Regions from separate parts of the Ovis aries genome. Here all the other regions are linked to region 2. A link is a contact called in public Hi-C data. All regions are on one chromosome and are shown on one strand. The core of a region is the stretch at or near the end of the contact, and the rest is flanking DNA. Distances in the headings are between cores, read along the strand shown. Region 1 overlaps FYN (FYN proto-oncogene, Src family tyrosine kinase). Region 2 holds the start of MFSD4B (major facilitator superfamily domain containing 4B). Region 3 holds the start of TRAF3IP2 (TRAF3 interacting protein 2).

Region 1 (4,369 bases), core at 498-2,997, 400 kb after region 2:
GCAGCAACATGGATGAATCTCACAATGACGCAGAAGAAACCAGACACAAAAGACTGGTACTGAATGATTTGTTTATATGAAGATCAGTTACAGGGAAAAGGAATCTCTGGCGGCAGAAGTAAAACAGGGTCTACTTTTGGGAGTGCTGACTGTCTAGAAGGGGATGAGGAGGTCTTTAGGGGGCTGGCAGTGTTTGTTATCCTCATCTGTGGGTAATTTCAAGGGCATCCCCATATGTAAAAATTCCCTGAGTTGTATACTTCAGACCTATTCATTTTATTGTACATATATTATGACTCAATAAAAAAAATGTGTCCACAAAAGCAAATCATTCTGATACGTAAGCTATGTCTATCTGAGCTTGTTAGGTTTAAATCAGTATTCGTCAGCACCGAGCTTCCTAAAAGCTCAGGAAGAAACTTTTTTTCAAGAATTCTCGCATGGTCTGTCTGTGTGGGACCTCTGGGGAACTGGTGGCAGGAGGGGCTGTGATCAGACCTCAAGGGAGGGTGCAGGCAGCATGGGGGTGAGAGGCCATGGTTGGCTGAGGGGTGGTGATGTGGGGAGGAGTCCTCAGAGGTGAGGACCCGTGGCCATGGGACCGGGTGAGGGCACCCCCACTGACCTCTCTGGGCTTGGACATCAAACTCGGCCACAACTACCTTAAGCTCAACAAATCCCAAACCAAACCAAACTCACCCTTGTTCTTGGAAAAGAAAACCTTCCTGACTCACTCACGCCTGTTGCTGGCAACTGCATCGTCATGACCACTCATATCTGACCACAGGGAATTAGCTCTGATCCTTCTCTCCCTTTCCCGGATGGTGGCTGGGCCTTTCCACGTGTCTCTGGCCAATCTGGAATTTGTTTATTCCTCAAGAACTTAGTCTTGTCCAGACAGAATAACAAGAGTCCTTTTTGTTTACCAGTTGCTACATGCCAGGTACTGTGCTAAACAATTTACATGTGCTGTTTCACTTAATCTTTGCAAAAACAAAAGCACAAAACAGGGAAAATATGTTTCCACTTTACAGACAAGCAAGCAAAGGTGTGGAAAAGTTAGGTAATGTGCCCAAGGCCCCAGAGCTGGTGGGCGATGGGGTGGGTTTCAGATCTCATCTGACTCCATGCTGGCAGCTTGCCCCGGTTTAGTCTTTGGCTTCTTTCGCTCAGGAGCTCCTATCAAAGCCCCTTCACTTTGAAGGGCACTCAAATAATGACGGTTGCCATTACCTGGAGATCCAGATTGGACAGAAGACCTAACTGCTGTCACTGGGGGACATGCAGAGGTAAGAAAATGAATGATACCAAATGATTGCTAGTTGCCTCCAGAATGCTACTGGCAGAGGACCACCATCACCAACTCTGGGCCTGGTCTTGACCTTCTCCCTGATACGGGGCTGCCGCTTACAATCCAGTGGGGCAGGGAGGGGAAGACAAAGGAACTCAGGAGCAGCTGTTTAACCCAGGTCCCAAATCCCATTCTGCAGGTGCCTGGGGAAATGCCAGCTCATCCACCAGATAGGAGGAGGGAGAGACATTTCAGCGAGCCCTTAGATGGGAACCTCACCACTGTGTTGAGAAACAACAGTTACCCACAGTCTGAAAATACCTGTGATCGGCACACACTTCTCAACACTGCCCACACTTCCATAAACAAGATGCGGCCTGGCTGAGGCCTGTGGGGAACATAAAACCGGGCTTATAAATATTTTCAGGCACACGGAGCAGCTGTCTGGAAGCACTGACTAATTCCCTGCAGAAACTTCAGCATGAAGCATGCATGCCATCTGCAGAGCACGCCAGTGGATACACACTGGGCCCTTCCTGCCTCGTAAAGCGGCCTGGGCACAGGGCAGACCCCTGGAGGTGTTCTGTAAACAGCTGGGCTGACCTGGAGCTAGCAGATGAAGGTCTTCCAACTCCCCTCATATGCACTTTAGAAGCTGCCTCTTAAAAGTGCTTCTATAAAATAAAGGGGAAAAGGAGCTTATGACTAATCCTCTCAATTTTTAAATTTTTCTCTTCTTTCAATCACTGTCCTGATGAGAGACAGTCAGCATAGCATAAAAGGGTAGATGCAACAGGACCAGCCATGCCTGAATCCAAATGCTGACTCTGCCCCTTGACTAGCTGTGTGGCTTTGTCTGTTACTCAGCCTCTCTGAGCCTGTATCTATCTTTCCCACTCCACTCCTCACATTTGCCCGCTTGGACCTGGCACTGGGTAGGTTTCCTATAAACACCCCTGCTCCTTCTTTGTCCTCTGTTGCAATATTTCTTTTATTCTCCTGGCCAGTCCCAGGGCCTCAGTCTTTGTTTTTTCCTCCCCAGTTTAATTCTCTAGTCCATAGGGTTGCAAAGAGTTGGACATGACTGAAGCAACTTAGCACACAGAAGATACTTGTAAAAGGGAAGAGAGAAGAAAAAAGAATTGGAAGAGGGAAGGGTGGAATATTCTATTTGGAAATTAAGGGTGTGAAGCTGGCCCTCTGAAGGGCATCAGGACAACATCTGGGAAGGTGATGGAGCTGGAGAGGACACCACCAGAAAGACAATCGGGAGGAAGGCAGGACAGGAGGGCTGGGGTTCAGGGCAGCCGCACAGCCCTGCTCCACAGCAGCAGCACACTTTGAGGGGACTGCAGCGAGGGCTCCTGACGTGCCTTCCCCCAGACGCCAATCACCCAGGGGCACAGCCTGGGCATCTCACCCCATGAACTAAACACCCAGCCCTGTCAACAGCACCCCTGCCAGCACGCTCGGGCTTCAGGCCCTGCCAACGTTCTCATTTATTGATGACTCAAGTGTGCTAATGACAAATTCCAGACAGTCCAGAGCCTGGGGGAATGGGAGAAACAAATCCTGAACTGCTCCCTCCAGCCCCAAAACACTCACACACAGAAGCATGCTGACGCGACTCACTCCTTCCTAAACCAAAGACTCATGTCTCTCAACCTTCACCCGCTCGCCTCTCCTTCTGGGTCTGTGAGCTGGGATCTGACAGGTTTGCCTCGGGGTAAACTCTCTCATTTAGGGCCAGGTCTCAGACCCGGGGGCACTTCAGACCCTCTCAGCTCATCCTGACTAAAATCGTGCCCAGAGTCCTCTCTGGACTGCAGCGCCAATCAAAGCTGCCCACGTGCCTTTGATTAGTGATACGGCATACCATCTGGCCCTGCACTGTGTGTGTGTGCGTGTAAGTGTGTGCATATGCACATGTGCATGTGTGTGATGAATGGGCATGCTCAAAGTGTCGGCCTTTGGCTCCAAGACAAGAACTGCCACATGTTGGGGAAATTCAAATAGCCGAGCTGTCTGACCGACATGTAATTTAGCCGACAGTATCTGTAGTGGCCGACAGTATCTGTAGTGGCAGGGTCTTAGTTTAGCATTTTTTCCCCTCATCGCTTGAGACTGCCAAGAAGGATAAAAGGAGGGAAAAACTGGCAAGAAATGAAAGAATTAGAAAAGAAGGCGAGAAAGAAGAAGTGCAGAGCTAACTATTACAACCTCCAGTAGATAACACCGCCCTGTAACCTATTCCAGTCATTGCTCAGCCTTGCTCAGAATGACTGGGTTTTGGTTAAGAACAACAATGAAGCTGACCCCTCTTCCTTCAGACATGTTATGTTCACCATGAAGAGCCTATGTTCCATTGCAAACTGTACACTTAATTCCACACATTTACCCTTTGACCACTGTGTAAAGTTCTGGAAGAAAGGAAGTAACCCTGGGAATTCCTTCTCTCCTAGCTAGTACCCTAGAAGAACCTGAAAAGTTGTCCCACTGGAGTGGCTGTTGGTTTGAGATGTATTTTATCTGGAGGCTGATTTCTATAAATCTTCTGAAGGGTGGAATGGAGGGGGATGATTCAAGGAAGTAGAGCTTTTCGAGTGACTCTTGTTCTCTCCTGTTGGCCCTCTAGATCCCCTCTCTACCTGTCTTCTCCCTTCTCGGGGCCCATCTGGACTGTCAGTGGCTCCTTTGACTGCTGGCTCTAGTTGGGCTTGGCAGGAGACCTGTAGGAGGGCTGAAGAGTGAGCCTGGGCGTGACTCCCCCAGAGGCCTGTCTCAGCCAGTGGTGGTCTCCACGCACAGCTGCTCGCTCTTAGTTCTGGAGCTGTTACAAGCTCTGGGAGGCCGCATCACGCCCTGCTGGTTTTCTTAAACCCTGCCTGCGCTGTCGCAAATAACTCCTTTATTAAATTCTCCAGTGAGAGTGCCTTCTGTTTTGGCTGAGACTCTGACGGAATGATGAGCGGCTTCCTCACCCTCTCCTCGAAAGGCAGAGGGTCAACTGAACCCACTACGGTCTCCCATCTGCAGTGCGGTCAGATTCCTGCCAGATCAAGAAGGAAAAACCCAGCT
Region 2 (4,641 bases), core at 1,530-4,029:
ACACAGAATTTTCCTATTTATGTGTCAGAGGGGAACTAAAACAGAGCAGAGACTAAGAGGAGGGTCAGAAGAGGCTTCCTAGAGGAGGTGACACACCTCAGCTGACTCTGCAGATTGAAGACAGGGAGGCAGAGTGCTGGTTCAGCACTGGCGCCCGAAGCCTGCTCCAGCCCATCTCCACTCATGATGAAATACAGACAGAAAGTACTTGAGGACTGTGAAAAGTCAACAAAGGAGCGGGGAATCGAGACTTAGAGAAAAGAAACCTGCAAGGCAATGAACTGCCTGGCTTTCCCTGCCTCTTTTTTCTTGTAGCTGTGTTCTGAGTAGCTAAAACTCTGATGGAAACCCCATCTTTCTGGTCCAACGAACTGAGAAATGGAGACTCTGTGGACTGGAAAGTGAGTGGGGAGGGGAGGAAGGGAGAGCTAGAAAAGGTGACCCCTAAAATTTGGTGTATGAACCATCTAAGCCCCTTGGGTTTGCCCCTGTGCATGTGAGAGGCCCCAAGCAGCACAGCAACAGCTCTGATGACTGGTCTGAGAGGTAAACCACTGCCCAAGTCTCAGATGATCCCGGGAATGCTGCATGTTCAGGACTGGCCCAGAGCAGCACAGCACGGACTTTGACAACTGAACTGAGATTGGCATCGTCACCCACAGAAGGCTATAGGAAACTTGCAGCCTGAACTTAACCAGGTTGATGGCCTGCTTAAAGAAACATTCTCCAGAGGATTTTAACAGGACCCAGAGTCTGCACAGTGTAACTGACATATGTCCAGGATACAATACAAAATTACCTGTCATACAAAAAATCTAGGAAAACGTGACCAAATTCCAAGGGGAAAATGACAAGCAATAGACACAAACTCTGAGATAACACAGTTGCTAGAATTTTCAAACACTCTAAAGCAGCTATTATATGCTCCAGGAGGTAAAGATGAATGTAAAGATAGGCATCTTTAGCAGAGAAAAAGAAACTATGAAAAAGAACCAGGTGGAAATTTTGAACTGAAAAGTACAATAACTGAAATAAATTCACTGGATGGGTGCAACATACTTGAAGATAAAGAAATCAACAGTGCTTATCTAAACTCAAGAGGTGCTGCTGCTAAGTTGCTTCAGTTGTGTCCGACTCTGTGCGACCCCATAGATGGCAGCCCACCACGCTCCCCTGTCCCTGGGATTCTCCATGCAAGAACACTGGAGTGGGCTGTCATTTCCTTCTCCAATGCATGAAAGGGAAAGTGAAGTCGCTCAGTCCTGTCCAACCCTTAGTGACCCCATGGACTGCAGCCCACCAGGCTCCTCCATCCATGGGAGTTTCCAGGCAAGAGTACTGGAGTGGGTTGCCATTGCCTTCTCCAAAACTCAAGAGCCGAGGTGGAAACAATGGCTAGGAAAAAAAAAGGAACATGAGCAGCAAGGACCTTTGTGACTGTATCAAAAGGTTTAATGTATAAGTCATTAAGAGTCTCAGAAGGAGAAGAGAAAGAAATGGAGGCAATCTGGATTTGCCCTTACCAATTTGGACCTAATCTACCTCTCCCATATCATATCTTATTCTTTTTAATATATATATATATGCCTTTTGTTTCAACCCCATGAAACTTAGAGACATATTCCCTGACTCTGAAATCTAAAATGGGTTCTCTTAAGTCATAGCACCTGTACTTTCTGATGTACATGGGGAAAGTACTTAATGACCAAATCAATGAAGCTGGGCTGCAAGGGAAATGATGACACTCAGGTGTGGTATAATTGGGAGCCTACCGTGGATGAGCTAAGGATTAATTAGGTGGAAAAGAATACTCCAGATAGACAACAAAGAGAAATACACTTTTGGTCTGTCTGGTCAAGGAGCAAAAGGAGACAAAAAACTAAAGTGGGATACAGAATATAAAGTTTTTCCTTTTCCGCTGGTATAATCTTATCCAGTTCAGTGCTTAATGCTCAGTCGTCTCCGACTCCCTGCGACCCCAAGGGGTGCAGCCGGCCAGGCTTCTCTGTCCATGGAACTTTCCAGGCAAGAATACTGGAGTGGGTTGCCAATTCCTACTCCAGGGGATCTACTCAGCCCAGGGATGGAACCTGCGTCTTAATTCGGGGATTCTGCAAATCGATGCCCTGCTCCACTTCCTTACAACAGTGGAAATATTTGTAGAGATTGGGGCGAGAGTGTGCTGGAAACCGCAGCTTTGGCTCCAGATTTCTTTTTTGAGCTAGTATTACACTGTTTATGAACAGCCACTGATTCGCTCACTGACCTTGGGCAAGTTGTTACTATGACTCCACCCTCCTATCTGTAAAACCAGGATAATATGGAATTTAGAGTGTTGTTAAGAGGATCAATTGAGATCATACACGTGAAGTTTACATACTGGCTCAACAAATGTAGAGTGACAGGTGAACGACAGAACTCAAAGGAACTAGGGCAGAACTTTTGTAAACTTGCATAAGAGAGAGATCTTGGGGGTTCCCTTGGCCCCACCCGCCCGCCCCACGAGGAGACCCAGGGAGCGGGCGCGAAGCCATACCTTGCGTTTCTCGGCCAGCAATTCCTCGTGACGGCTCGGCTGCATCTTACCTCCTAACTCGTCCCAAGCTGCAGCTTCAGCTCGCTCCGCCACGGGGCGCCCGCCTGCAGGGCCTCTGTGGGCTCAGCTAAGTGTGATGCGGAGGCCTGAGAGAGACGTCGGGTCTCCTGGGCAACCACATCAACTTCCGGTTTGGGGAGAGGCCGCGGTTGGCGAGAGGCCACATTTCCGCCATGTGATCTGCGCAGGCGCCCTGCGTGAGGGAGGGCGCGCGGCCGCAGCCTGCGGCGGCCGGCGCGTCTCGAAGTTCGACTCCTCCGCGCGGACTAGGGCCACCCCCGGGGAGGTGGCGCCAGCCGGGACCGCAGGCTCTGGAGGCACGAGGCCGGGGCAGGGTGCCGAGTTCCCGAGGCTCCGCTGAGAAGCCGAGCGGTAGCGAGACCGCTGCTCGGGAGCCGCCACGATGGAGCTGGAACTGGAACCCTGTGGGGCCGGGGCCCCGGCTGCCGGGCAGCGGCTTCTCCAGGCCGAGGCCCCGGCGGACAATGAGCCGGAGGCAGTGGTGGGTTCCCGGCGGAGCGGCCGGGCAGACAGCATGCTGCGCTGGTTCATCACCGTCCTCCTGTGTGCCGCCTTCCTGGGGCTGGTGAGAGCCGGGGCTGGAACCCTCCCAAACCGAGACGAGGGCAGACGTTCTGCAGAGAACGCGGCCTTCTGTGCTCTTGTCTCCGCCGCTTGCAGACTCCGTGACCTTGGGCTCATCCATCTGCCTGAGCCTCAGTTTTGCAGTCTGTAAAATGGGCACAATTGCGATTTTTCGAGAAATATTGTCAAGTGTAAAATAGATTTTCGTAATATATAATGTCATCCAGTTCCAGCAAACCTTTCTACCTCTCCTCTGTGGGGTCAGGAGAATGCAAGAGGAGTCGCCAGGTCTATAGCCGCTCACCCAACGCCCAAATTATTGCACAAAGCTGCTTTACTGGGTTCTTGTCTTCGTTTGACTGAATTGACCCCTTATTCTTGCATATGGGAAAATAGACCCAGACAGGAAGAGTGACTTTTTCGGACCACACAGCCGGTTAAGTGGTTGAGCCAGGAATGTTTCCTAGTCTGCCTATAATCTTACGTAAAACAAATTTTCTGATCCTTGAATGTTTTTCCCAGAACAAAGTGCAAGGCTAGTTTAGCCTTTTGCCAAACGTCTTGGCCGTCGTTTTCTGGAATAAGGCGGTTACTTTATTCCAGAAAACTTCCCTTAGTAGCTTGTCTTAAATATTGGGGTCTTGGGGAGTTGGGAGGGTGAGTTCTCTGAGCTGTCACTTCTGGCCACTTACTATCTTTCCCTGAGGTACAGTTAATTCTTAGAGTATTTGTATTCGAAGAAAAGTCAATGCAAACGCCGTTCCTCGTCCTGTTAAATGCGTTGCAGGTGGGACTAATTTGGTTACAGCGGGGGCACTGCCTTCCGTTCATGTATTAGTCGCTAACTCTGTGCCTGTGCCCGCGTCCTGGGAGGGGCTACATCCAAGCGTTTAGGGCAGAGTCGTGCAATTAGAAGCCCTTATTCTTGAAATGTAGACCGATTGGAAACATTTTTTTAAGTGTCCAAGGAATTTCCTGTGAAAGCCAAATGCAGCCCCTAATTTTTGCTAAAATTGCAAGTCTTTGAATAAAATTTCGTTTTTAAATCCGGTGCATGCAGGTGTATGTAATATTGTCTAAGAAAGCCTTACAGACGGTACCCCTGAGGCTGGTTTTCTTTGAAGAAAAGTTTAGATTGGGAAACGTTCAAATTGTTTCTCTCTTCATGTTTTATACGTATAATTTTAAAGAATGACCCTATGTACATCCAGCAGTTCTGCTGTTTTACCAGCATCAAAAATGGGATACTGTTTTGATGGCTTGAAAACTTAAATTTTTAGTGTCACAATTCTTGTGTTATTTGTGCATGCAATGTGTTTCAGACTACTTAAAACTTTCAAAGACGTTTTTTAATGTTACATTTTACTGTCAATAGAAATACTGTAGTCTTTTCTGGTATTGTTCAAAAAGGAAGCCGAATTGCACCAAAAAGCTAAAAGACTTAATTTTTTTAAAGTTCA
Region 3 (4,999 bases), core at 643-3,142, 330 kb after region 2:
AGGGAGAGAATTAGCTCAAAAGAAACAATGATTTTTTTTTTTTTTAAACAAAGTAGTGGTTTGGAAAAGGTTAAGAATTCAGGGTGTTTACCATCTAATAATGTGTCTGATCCTAGTCATCACCCTTACATGGTATCAGGATGTGCCTCACAGCTTCCTTTCACCTCCCATTAAAGGCCCCACACAAAGTGACTGGTCTAGCCAAGGAGTCATTTCCAGCTCCAGCTAAGTCAGTAACACAGCCTTTTGGAGCCAGGCCTGTGTGCCAGCTCTCTGGCGCTGCCTGGACTCTGTGGGCAAGTGCACAGGCCATTTCTTCCTGGGTAACCCAAATGGGACATAAACTAATTCAAGAAACCCCCTGTGTTCTATTTAACTTGAGTCAAAAATTATATCTAAATTCCAGGCAGCTCTCCCACACAGCCATGCGGCTGCCCAGTACCCTCCTCTACCCACCCCCAGCCTTTCACCCAGGCTAAGGCTTCACCTTTTATAGATGAGTGAAACGAATCAGAGCAGTTTATGTGGAAGAAACCTGAGCGCCCCTGAGGTGTCTGATAGTATTCTGAGTGCTAGAGGGTAAAGAAGGATTAAGTCCTTTTCCTCCAGGGACTATCTAGTAGGATAGGTAAGATTAATATATTTGAATCATCAGTAAAAAAAAAACACATATCTTCTGAGACCGCCCACTATGGCTGCCCCTCTGGGATTTTCATCACCGACGCCTTATTTTCTTAGAAGTGAATTTCAACATAATCTTAGCTCACCACCCCCATCCACATTTTACTGATGAAGAAATCCAGGCCTGAGTCAAAAAAAAAAAAGAAGTAAATTGCCTAAGTCACAGAGTTGCAATGGCAACCCACTCCAGTACTCTTGCCTGGAGAATCCCAGGGAGCCTGGTGGGCTGCCGCCTATGGGGTCGCACAGAGTGGGTCGCGACTGAAACGACTTAGCAGCAGCAGCAGCACAGAGTCAGCAAGCAGAGGAGGGAGAATCTGAAACCAAGTTTCAGGTCCTCTGTTTTTATTATTTCTTTCCCTGTTCATTTAAAAATATCCCCCTATACTAAGAGACCATCTTGAACTTGACAGTCACATGAAGCTTGATAAGCTTCTAAGAGCAAATAATAGCATTTCTCTCCCTGTTTTTTCCTAAAGGCTCAGGCCGGCTGTCTGTGCCAGCAAATGCCTGGGCGGTGTGGGAGGGTGGAGGGCTGGGGCAGAGGGGCTGGCAGAGCCATGGCCAGCACGGAACAGGGCTGGACTTCCTGGCTCAAGAACAGGGTGTTGGTTTTTTCCCCTGAGTGAAAGAGGGATCAAGAAAACTCGGGAGTTCTCCTTCCACCTCTGCCACTGATGCATCGTGGGGCTGGAAGCCAAACTCTTCATTTTTTATTTCCCCGGCTCCCTCCCTGGAGAAGGGGGGTGAGGGAGGGAGAGGGGGGGACGTCTTCTTCATCAAAACTCGTGGGGACACTAAGTCCTCAAACACAGGGGTGTGTGTGTGGGTGTAGATGTCTATTCCTCAAAGAGTTAATCTTCGCTCTCCTGTCTGAAATACTAAACCACTGGCCCTGTCTCACAGCCGACACGTAGCTGTCATGTTCTAAGCCGGAGCTGTCTCTCTGTACACGAACCAACAAATGAAAGGTGGGGAGAGGCAGGCGGAGGAAAGTGAGACGGCACTTTCGGTAAAGGAGAAAACATTGTTTTGGAAAATGGATCAGAAGTTAAGAAGTAAGGTTGGTCAGGTGACAACTGAAGCACTTACCTTAGAGCTGCCAAGGACAGACAGACCGGTGGTCACGCTCTCTCCTTCTCGGGGCCTCTCTACCTTGGGTTGCTCCAGGCCTCCCTGCACCCTCTCCCGGCCCAGGTAAGCCGTGGAACAGGCTCCGAAGCAGGAAGTGGAAGCTGTATGCAAATTTCTACCGAGGCTAGGAAGCCTCTGCTCAAAAATCTCCCTGTGGGCAGTGAATCAACAGCCGCTGAGAAGTCACTTTACTTCTTAAAACAGAAACCTTCATTCACTAGAAAAGGCCACTAGCCAATTAGGCTGCTCTTTTTTTTTTTTTCCCCATCACCCAGCTAAGTAACTGCTGAGGAATGTTCCCTGAACCTCAGGGTTGTCGAAGCACCCAGGCCTGAGACGATGCCCGGGGAGGGTTGGTAAGATGGGTTACTCATTAGCAGCTCCCGAGCAGGAAACGGGTGGGGCAGATCGTGGGGAGGAGTATGGAGCAAAACTTCTTACTGTCTCTAACTGTATTTACTGCTCTTAATCACAAAGGGGGGACTCACTGCCCATTCCCCGCCCCCACCCCAACCACCCCAACACACACATTCCTTACCCCATCCACAGGCATGAAAAAGTGACTATTTTTAAGAAAACACACACACACACAGTCTTCCTCTGGCTGCATTTTTCATGTCCTCGAGTTCATTTCTTCATCTTTCCTTCTTGTTTAATCGGTGCCTACAGAATTTGTTGCTGAGGGAGACCCTAGAAACAGGAAGACCAGGATGGCAGACCGTAATGAGAGCTGTGGCGGCCAGCGGTGGCCAGGGTGTGAGCTCAGTTACCCTCTAGCCAGCTGGGTGTGGGCAGGTGGACTATGCTCCAGCTGCTCTGCGTGGCTGGTTGAGTCCTGAGGGTCAGCCCATTACCCTGGTCATCTCGCTTTTGCCAATAGATATGACAGATAAATACATGTATGTGTATCTATATACATTTATTCACTGTTGTTTCTAACACTTATCACTGTGCCCAGAACCTAGTAGGCAAGCACGACATAACTGCCAAATGACCAAAAAAAATGACAGAAATGTCTGGAAGAAGGCATATCAAACTATTAAGTAGTGATCGCCTCCAGGAAAGAGGGTTGAGGGAATGGGTGAGAATGGAAGGCTTTTATCCTAGTCATTGCATAAAATATGTATACTATACATATATTGGGGGCTTCCCTGGTGGCTCAGTGGTAAAAAAGTGGTTAAAAGAAAAAAGTGGTAAAAAAGCTGAGATGAAGGAGACACTAGAGTTGCAGTTTCGATCCCTGGGTGGGGAAGAGCCTCTGGAAGAGGAAACAGCAACCCACTCCAGTACTCTTGCCTGGAAAATTCCGTGGACAGAGGAGCCTGGTGGGCTACAGTGCATGGAGTCACAAAGAGTCAGACATGACTGAGCATACAAACACCAACATGTCTATATTAGATTCCTGTCCCCACAAGGGCGTGGTACTTCATTCATTAAAAAAAAAAAAAGATTTAAAAATTGCACTTCTTACCTTGGCCTTGAGTTTTCTCCCTCAAAATTATATTATAGGCTTTTTTTAGTTTAGGGGAAAATAGTGCTTTTTTGTATGGAGCTGTTGGTACCAGGATACTTTGAAAAAGCTATCACTATTAGGAGATGAGAATAGAAAAGAGTGACAAAAGGAGAAAAAAAAGAGGGAGAGCAAAGAAAGGGTGGGGTGAAGACAGTTTTCATTTCTTTTAGATGCCTTTAAATGGATTGGGAAAAGCCCAGAAGACGCTCCTGTCAACTACTGCCTTTGGAGTACAGCCCATCAGGAAGAACAAGAGGAATCTTTTTTTCTAGTTCTCCCACCAACCGTTTCCCCAGATGTGAACCTAAGGGCCCTGCAGGGAGATACCAAGCACTGCAGGGCTGCTCATAATTGCTGGTGGCTGGGCCTTCCTCTGGGTCAGTTTATCCTGAGCAGAACAGCAGCACTTGAGGAAGGAGTTAACGGTTCCTACTTAGGAGCCCTTGCTGGGATCCCACTGAACAGCAGCCTGCGGATGTGAACAGTTTAGAGAGGAGGTCCTGAACACTAGAAACTGCTGTCTGAATATGCCTGTGACAGTTAGTCAAATATGGATGTCAGGGGAAATGTCAGGGAGCGCCTGGGAAATGAACACCTCCAGCCCTGCAGGAGACCCTGCTGGTGTTCTCCGGCTGATACACACAGCCCTTTGGCTGCCCCCACAGAAGAGGAACTCTTCACCCAGGAACTACCATACAGTACTTGTTAGTGTATTTAGTCCTCCAAAAAGTCTTGGAGATGAATTTACTCCTGTCATTCCCACTTGACCTTTAAGGAATCTGGAGCTCGAGACAGAGTCACTTCTAAGGTCACATAGCTAGTCTGTGGAGAAGAATTCCAGAACTGTCTCACTTCCAGTAGGTGGATATTACCTCCCCTTCCTCGGTCGCCCTGCTGAAGTCTGCCCTTCCTATGTGTTTGGGTGGAGCACACAGAACTTGCTTTCTTTGCACAACTCTTGACAATTTAAGAGAGGGGGGATAAAGGTGTAAGTAATAAAAGGATGGATCTGAAACTGTGCCAGTTAGCATGGTGCTGTGTTTATGCAATGCCGGCTGCTGTATACACAGTAGCAGAATACTCAGGAGGCAGACCAGCCTTCTTGTTCTGGTCCAGGAGGCAGGATAGGTGTTTGCCAGGCTCTAGAGTCTCTCTGTATTCTTGCATAATTAGATAAAGGCCAGCTCTTCCCACCTTTGTAAACAAAACCATTTAGACCTAATGCTCTGGACTCACTATACTATGGTTTTAACCCACGAAAAGAGAGGCAAAGATGAAAAGATTCATTCCTTGGACAAACCTTTTCCATCTTTAAACGCTATGATTTTAAGTGCTGAAAAGGCAGAGTGAAACTCTGACGCACCACGAGGAAGAGAAGAAAACTCCTGTCCTCCAGTCCCACAGGATGGTCCTCACTCACAGAGTCCCCAGCACTGGGGACTCTCCCCACAACTTGGTTCCAGGACTGAGGCAAGAAGAGAAGAGACGTCCTGGGTCCCAGGGCCTGGTCCCGCCTGCCCTTCTGGCTTACTCCAGTCCCACAGTCTTTAGTGAGTACTTGCCTCATTCTGGACATGCGCTGGGTGCTAGGCTCACAAGCTGAAAGATTCTCAGGTTCTTGTGTCTCTTTCAGAAGCAAAGAACTATGGAAACACAGGGAGGTCCAAACAA

What was found. A called contact is a pair of places that touch in the nucleus more often than the background predicts.
Region 1: a contact with region 2 is called in a Hi-C map of muscle, with 4 times the contacts expected there. The contact joins the enhancer-like site here to the promoter of MFSD4B in region 2. A contact is called at or near these places in 3 of 16 Hi-C or Micro-C datasets (muscle, skin fibroblasts and tail adipose tissue).
Region 3: a contact with region 2 is called in a Hi-C map of muscle, with 4 times the contacts expected there. The contact joins the promoter of TRAF3IP2 here to the promoter of MFSD4B in region 2. A contact is called at or near these places in 2 of 16 Hi-C or Micro-C datasets (muscle and skin fibroblasts).

What each region holds. Positions count from the first base shown.
Region 1 is chr8:26,065,384-26,069,752 of ARS-UI_Ramb_v3.0, reverse strand. The region is part of intron 12 of FYN (FYN proto-oncogene, Src family tyrosine kinase); the gene reads right to left. Among named protein-coding and RNA genes, the nearest start is that of TRAF3IP2, 68 kb to the left of the region's middle. Within about 2 kb of position 1,747, at least 10 of the 54 cell types and tissues checked have an H3K27ac peak or open chromatin away from gene starts, as enhancers often do. A contact at or near this core is called in muscle and tail adipose tissue, where this site is marked.
Region 2 is chr8:26,466,453-26,471,093 of ARS-UI_Ramb_v3.0, reverse strand. It overlaps MFSD4B (major facilitator superfamily domain containing 4B), which reads left to right and starts at 2,779. Exons shown (of 5, transcript XM_004011484.6): 1 at 2,779-3,182. The coding sequence starts at 3,000.
Region 3 is chr8:26,132,676-26,137,674 of ARS-UI_Ramb_v3.0, reverse strand. TRAF3IP2 (TRAF3 interacting protein 2) reads right to left here and starts at 1,892. Exons shown (of 9, transcript XM_060419494.1): 1 at 1,774-1,892.